Linked DNA regions of Sus scrofa: region 1 is linked to region 2. Evidence: chromatin contacts called from public promoter capture Hi-C data. All regions are on one chromosome and are shown on one strand. The core of a region is the stretch at or near the end of the contact, and the rest is flanking DNA. Distances in the headings are between cores, read along the strand shown. Region 1 holds the start of MAP2K6 (dual specificity mitogen-activated protein kinase kinase 6). Region 2 holds the start of LOC110255979.

What was found. Promoter capture Hi-C pulls out the DNA fragments that hold promoters and counts their contacts.
Region 1: a promoter capture Hi-C map of liver shows a contact between it and region 2, with 4 times the contacts expected there. The contact joins the promoter of MAP2K6 here to the promoter of LOC110255979 in region 2. A contact is called at or near these places in 1 of 5 promoter capture datasets (liver) and 1 of 47 Hi-C or Micro-C datasets (fibroblasts).

The regions. Positions count from the first base shown.
Region 1 is chr12:11,017,348-11,020,692 of Sscrofa11.1, forward strand. It overlaps MAP2K6 (dual specificity mitogen-activated protein kinase kinase 6), which reads right to left and starts at 1,270. Exons shown (of 13, transcript XM_013980816.2): 1 at 979-1,270. The coding sequence starts at 994. ABCA5 (ATP-binding cassette sub-family A member 5) reads left to right here and starts at 1,479. Exons shown (of 41, transcript XM_021068106.1): 1 at 1,479-1,586.
Region 2 is chr12:10,360,114-10,363,740 of Sscrofa11.1, forward strand. It overlaps LOC110255979, which reads left to right and starts at 2,241. Exons shown (of 1, transcript XM_021066710.1): 1 at 2,241-3,627. The coding sequence starts at 2,265. The coding sequence ends at 2,747. It also overlaps a transcript of KCNJ2 not described here.

The DNA.
Region 1 (3,345 bases), core at 20-2,519, 660 kb after region 2:
CCTCAGCTCCCTAAGGCCATGTCAAGATTTGTATATTTTTAATCCCCTCCCCAGCGTGACTTTATGCCTGCAAAATACAACTTTGTAAAAAAAACTTTTTAAGGAAAAAACAAAACAATCATAACCCTGAACTTCTGACCTATTATAGCTGATTAAATATATGCAATTACACACTTTAAAGATTTCATTATGGTTGTTAATGAAACAGTCCAGTCCCCCCACGCTGGTGTAATGCTTAAAAGTACAGTTTTTCTCCCAGTATTTTCCCTCGAGATGCAAAGCATCTCCCAAATGGGAAGACATAAAATATCCATGCTGCTGCTTCTAAATACCCGTAACCAATAAGCAATTGGTGTAAAGTGCAAAATCTCGGAAGAGAAAGACTTCTGGTCTGCTTTTTTGTAATATGCTATTTATTCACACTTCACCTTTACTTCCTTTAAAAATCAAAAGTTGCTTAATGTTCAAAGCGTTATCAATGGAAATTTAGCTAAATACTGGCACCGCGACGGTTCATTCCCAAAGGAATATAAGATTACATTAATTTCCTACTAGTTTAACTCGAGTTTTACCTTTCATCTTCATCTACAGACTTCTTAAAAGTTTGTATTCCTGTTGCACATAAAAGAACCTATTATTTGTGTGCATACCAAAGAATTTTACAATTATATAAAGCATTGCACATTTAGACGCTACCAACCTGCTCTATCTCTCCTGACTGTGCAAAAGGCAAAAAGAGCTCAGTAATCCTAGCAGAAGAATGCAAATAACGTCAATGCACAGCTGAACTGCAAGCCCTGCCTTACAGGAACTCTCTGTGTCTGCAAAAAAAAGACACATACTAAACAGGAAATGCAACTGAGCTGTGGAAAACCTCAAACTTAAAAATGCAATCGCCAGGCGAAAATTGCATCCATGCATTCATAAATGCATGCACAACCCTTTGCATTTTTGCAAGTAATGCAAATAGACTCTTACCTTTCGACTGAGACATTTTCCCCTTTCCTTTGATGGGGGAGGGGAGCACAAAAGACTTTGCCTTGCTTCTCTTCTGTAGCTAGTTTTGCAACAAAGATGCAAGCTGCAGGCGTGCAATCTTCATGCAAGTGGAGTTTCTCTTGACCGATGCAGTAGATGGACTTTCAGGGAATCAAGATGGAAATGCACACCTTGCAAAACAGACTGGAAAGTGATTTTTCCCCCAGTTGCAACGTTAGGGAAGGCTGTGCTGCAGCTACATGATGGGCCAGGGCTGGCAGCTAAAAGCTCCAAACTTGGAACTGAGTATCTTAGTGCGCAGACGTCCTTCCTGCGAAGGGCGCGGGGGCCGCTGGGAAATGTAGTTCCCGAGCAGAGTCCCCCGGGCTCTGATTTAAGGAAACGTGGTTGCGCGGGTCGCTGAGCGAGATGACTGGGTGCGACAAAGATTGCGTCCAGATAAACAAGTCAGGCACGCACTCGGTAGTAAGTGATGGGAGAAAAAGGGCAAGGCCAAGGGGAGCGGGCATTTTTGTTGTCGAAAAGCTCGTGGAACAGGAGCTAAAAACATACTAGGCTGGCTAAGAAGCACTCGGCCCGCTCAGAAGGTCTGTTTCGGTGTTGAAGTGCTTGCAGGGCAGCACCTGTTGGACTGCTGCCTGTAGACGCTTTTCCCTGACATCTCCATTTTTTAAAAATCTTTTTCTCGCATGGAGAATTTGGTACTGATTTGCCTGGGTGGAGGTAACTGCAGAGAAAATGCAAAGTTTTATTGAATAAGAAATGATCCAGGTCGGTTATTTTTGAGCCATCTGAAATTCAGTATGGGGGCGGGGTGGAGGTGGGGAGATTGAGGAGTTCTCATTTCTGGAAGGGTTAAAAGAGGAAGTTCTGCTCTTTGTGTGTCAAAGCCAATTTTATCAGAGTTAAAATGTTTAGATGTTTTTTTCTCACCTGGGGGGAGGAAAGTCCCTGGCCTCAGGGAGAAAGTGGGTGGTTATTTTAAATTAATAAAATCAAATATCTTGAATGTATTCAGCAAAATGTACAGACTTTTGTTAAGCTTCTTGGGTGTTCCAGGCACCTTTCTAGGACCTTGGGTCATCTGTTTATCTAGCACTGCTCACAGCTAGGGGCTGGACAAGCGTCCTGGTGGAAAACAGGGTCACCCCTTCTCAGGGAAGCTAGAGAGGCATAGACTGTTCCATGCAGGGAACAGACAGGAGTGAAGGGACCTGGGCTGATATGAGCATGGACTTCTACATCACTGATTAGACCAGACTCAGAAATGTGCTTTTAAGGTAAGGAGGGAGGAATTGAGGGTGTGAGGCTGCGGAGGTGTGAACAAGCCCAGTGGGAGTCTGAAGACAGCCTGTTTCCCACACAAGGATGCCACCAGGCTGCCTTGCATTCAGAGTGGACTGCACAAGGCCTTAAAGTCAGGCCAGAGGTTTGGACTTTATTCTGCAGGTACTTGGGACATGGTAAAAGGGCTTTGAAAAGGAGTATAACTGAATCCAGGCCTTGGTTTTGTTTTTTTGTTTTTTGTTTTTGCTTTTTTAGGGCCGCACTCGTGGTATACGGAGGTTCCCAGGCTAGGGGTCGAATCAGAGCTGCAGCTGCTGGCCTACCGCACAGCCACAGCAATGCGGGATCTGAGCCATGTCTGCAACCTACACCACAGCTCATGGCGACGCTGGGTCCTTAACCCACTGAGCAGGGCCAGGGATCAAACCCGCATCCTCATGGATATTAGTTGGGTTTGTTACTGCTAAGCCACAATGGGAACTCCCCAGGTTTTCAAGAAGGTAAATTTGTCCTCAGCAATCAAGGTGGGTTGAAACCAGGAGAGGCTTAGAGATAGGTCAGGTCAGTAGTGAAAGGCAAAAAGAGGCACTGGAAAGAAGGATCAGCTATATTTGATGGCTGCTGATGAAAACTGTTAGAATTTTGTCAAGAATTCTAAGAAGCCAGGGCCTTCTGAGTAATGGATGAATCAGAGGGAAGAAGGCCACCATGCTTCAGCTGCAAGTCAGCAAATCAGCTATTCAAACAAATATGCAATAGGTCATGGAGCTAATCTTAATTTACTTAAGTTGATCCCCTCTGCTGTCATTAATGAGAATTAATCAAGGTCACTCATGTTCATATTAGCTTCTGCCTCTAAGAGGAAGGGATCTCAATCCCAGGAGCATAGATGCAAAGACTTACTAATTGACTTTCTTTCACTGTCCTCGGCAAATCCATGCTGTCTGTTCCTCCCTTTCTTACACACACCATCTCAGCCTCACTGAAATAACATTTTTTTCCCCCTTAAGTCTCATTTAAGCAGGAGACATGTGGGCATGGAGATCCATTTCCGTGCAT
Region 2 (3,627 bases), core at 991-3,490:
GAGAAACACAAGGTCCAGGAGACAGCACGGTGCAAATGAATGAATCCGGATCATTTGTATCATAAAGGAAAGAACCCTACTATGGATTATAAGAGAGCAGAAACATGTAATCAAGAAGAGTAAATGAGAATAAATGGGTCTCCTAATATGGTAGCAGCATATAGTGAAAAAAAAAAAAAGTTTGTAAGTACGAAAAGGAAATAAGGAGAGGAGAAGAAAGTGCGCTGGGCTGAAGGAGAGGTCTGCTAATGAGTGTTTAGAGCAGCTATTCCCCAGCTGACGCCATATAGACGAGCCTGAGTGTGCTCTGGGCACATGTTGCTATGAGAGCGCAAATGCTAGCGAAGTAACCTCTTAGAAGCGCAGTAAACAGAAGGGAGGGGGAGGGGCCGAGGGGGAGGGGAGAGGGATGCCCGCTTATCTCTGTGAGCTCTACCAGGTTCCTATTCAGTAATGCATGTAGCATCACTTAGCACGTGTAAACGCTGGAAAATACACCTCTTTGGTAAACAAAACTATACAGTAAAAGAAAAAAGCCTGAAACAGCCGGTCTGTTCAGGTAAACAGCGTGGTCAATCGTTCACACTACTCGAAAGTCATACAAGGACGCTACAGCCAACCAGAGAGTCTAGAGCCGGAAAGTCTGAAGGAAGTAGAAATACCGTGTTATTTTTTAATGTCAAATTCAATAGAGTTCGGTACAGATATTCCTAATGGATATCAATAACGTAAAAGAAAGTGCCCCCCCCCAAGAGAGAGGGGGAGGAGCTGAAAGCGAAGTGAAATGACCTTGACCCCAACTCTCACGCTTCCCACCATCCTTAAACATCTCTTACTCCTGAACATGGCGATTTTTCCGGGTAATAGCAAATATAAATAAAACACTTGGGGGCCGGGGCAGAAGTGAGCAGGAAGAAGCTAGCAAGTGTACAGGTAATATACAGGAGACATATAACAGTGGTTAGCCAGAAGAAGTCTGGCAGCCTACCGAGTATGAATATGGAAAGAAAAGAAGTGGTACAAAGCAATATTCATTTTTTTTGCATAGCCAAAACACGTTTACAATAATGCCTTATTTCTTAATAGGTAAATTCAGAGTTTATGAAAATCCCCAGGATTCACAGCCTTATCCTAGTTATGATCCTACTGATAGGATTACCCAGACGCAGGCAATAAACTGCCCATTTCCTATCTCGGTTTTTTTTTTCAATTGTCATGATGAGTCTATGTTTTATGATGCAATCTTTTGCAGAATCAGGTCGTTTTGACCACTGTGCTTCCCTGAAACCACACTGCCTTTAATTTCGGTATTAACACTATTATTACTAAGAAAAACAAGTTGCTTAGGGGAGAGTGACAGATGATGTAAAAGTTTTGCGGTCTTCAGGCTCAAAGCCAACCCGAGCTCCCGCTCTCTTCCCCAGGAAAGCAACTCTGAGACGCTCGCTCGGTTTGGAACTGGAAGCTACACTTGAAGCAATGACAAAGGGGGGGGGGGGAGGAGAGACGCCAAGGATCAGGACTAGTACCGAGTGCCAAGATTTGCCAAGATTTGAGACCAGTACTCCAGACGCACCCCCCATCCCGCCCCCGCCCCTTTTTTTCCCTTAGAGTGAGAATCGAACACAGGCTCCCTCGCCCTTGTCTCCAAACGCTGTATCTTGCTACAGCTGGTGCACTGGAAGTTATGAGCACAAACAGATGCTGCAGAGAAATCTGTTTCTATTGCTCAACTGTTCCAAGCATGTCTCAGTATTTTTAGCTCTGGGGATGTTCTGGTGCGCACACAAACTCTATAGGCATGATCTGGGACTCCGGAGCGTGGGTGAGCGCTACAACAGCGTGACAGCTGGGCACCTCTGGAGCAGCCGGGCAGGGTAGGGTCGGGGACGGCAGCCCGAGTCCACTCCCCAGGATACACAGGCAACAAGAGAAAAGGAGGGAAGAAAATACACAGCAGCCCTTACCTGTTGCTGGCGCAGGAGCATGGGGACATGGAGTGGAAGTGGGGGGTTACAGAGGCATGTAAGATCCAGTAGTTTGTGAAAGCGAGTGAGCCAAAGCAAACCAGAATTCCCAAGACCCAGCTTGCCGGCGCCGGGGAAGGCTGCGCGCTGGCTAGGGCTCCAGTGCGCTCTGCAATATCCTGGGCTCTTTTGAGGCCGTCCGGGAGATACCGCCTGGCCCCGCCCCGGCCGCTGCCGACCAATCGCAGCGCGCCTGACCGCGCGGCCGGCCCCGGGAACCTCGGCGGGGAGGGGAGGATGCTACACCCCGGCCTGCGGCGCAGCCAGCGAGGAGAACCTGCCGCCGCTTCCTTCCCCTCCGCCCTCCGAGCCCGGTCTGGGAGTCCGGCGGGGCCGGGGAGGAGGAAGTTGCGCCCCAGCTGGGACAGCAGCAGGTGGGAAGCTCCGCGGCCGGGCTTTTGCGGCTGCCTAATTGCAGCCTGGCCTTTGGGCAAAGCTTCCTACCCCTTTCCGAGCCCCACACTTCCCTTTTTCTGTCCTCCGTGGCGGCTGTGCCATGCGTGTATCCCAAGGGGCTTGCGGGGTGCCTGTGTCCGGGCGAAACGCTGGCAGCGGTGGAGGCTTCCACCTCAGCCGGGGCGCCTCTTCCTCTCCCCTTCCCTCCCACCCAAGAGCCCCCACGTCCCTCACAACCCCCGCGGAACCAGCGGTGCGCGGAGGAGCCGCGAATTCAGTGGGGAAAGGGACCGCGACCGGCGCGCAGAACCCAGCTGGATTTAGACGCGCGCAAGTGTTGCAACTGCCTAACCGCTTGGCTCTTCCTTCTCCCGACTGCTGGTGAATTACTTACAAGCGCCTAGACTGCTCTGGAGGGTGAACGACTCGTTCCCTCTCGCAGTGTCCGCCCTCAGTTTCTTTTTCCACCAGCGCCCGGCACGCTCTGCTGATCTAAAATCAGAGCAATTAAAGAGTAATGAATTCTCTGGAACGGCAACTCCTACAGGCACTCAGCTCTGCCCTCGCACCAGCGCCTCCCAGCCCTCATTCCCAGCAACCAGGCAAGAGCATGTAGACCCTTTCAAAAGCTATGTCAACGTCAGTGTTAACCGGTCCGGATCCTCGAACTTTACAGATTAAACCGCGCGCGCGCGTGTGTGTGTATGCGTGTGTAAATTGGGGTGGTGCATAAATCTGAGTACTTTGGTGTCATAGTGAAGCTTTGCTCTCAAAGGACACAGTATATTTAGGTGTCTCTTCCTTAACACTCAGTTTGAAATCCCTGTGTGTGTTGCATGTTTATTACTTCAAGCGATCGAACGTGTCTTCCGTGCAGTTTATTTAAGCCTCTAAAAGGCCTCCTAGAGACGCCAAACTCCTTCAACAAACTCGCTGGCGTTCTGAGCGGCAGAGCCCGGGGGATTGCTGTGTATGGGCGAGGTGAAACTGAACAAGGAAAGGGTCTGCACCGGTACCCACCTCCTAGCCTCATACCCGCACATGGCCCCTAGGAGGTGCTGGTGAAATGCGCTACGGTTTTGCAGATGGCTCTTAATCCTGCGTTATGCCGCTTGCCCCAGCACAGAGCAAAGATACTGAAATTAAAAGGGTAAGGAACAGGCTGTGCACGCGGCGTGACTCTGATAGCCAAATACTTGCTTGA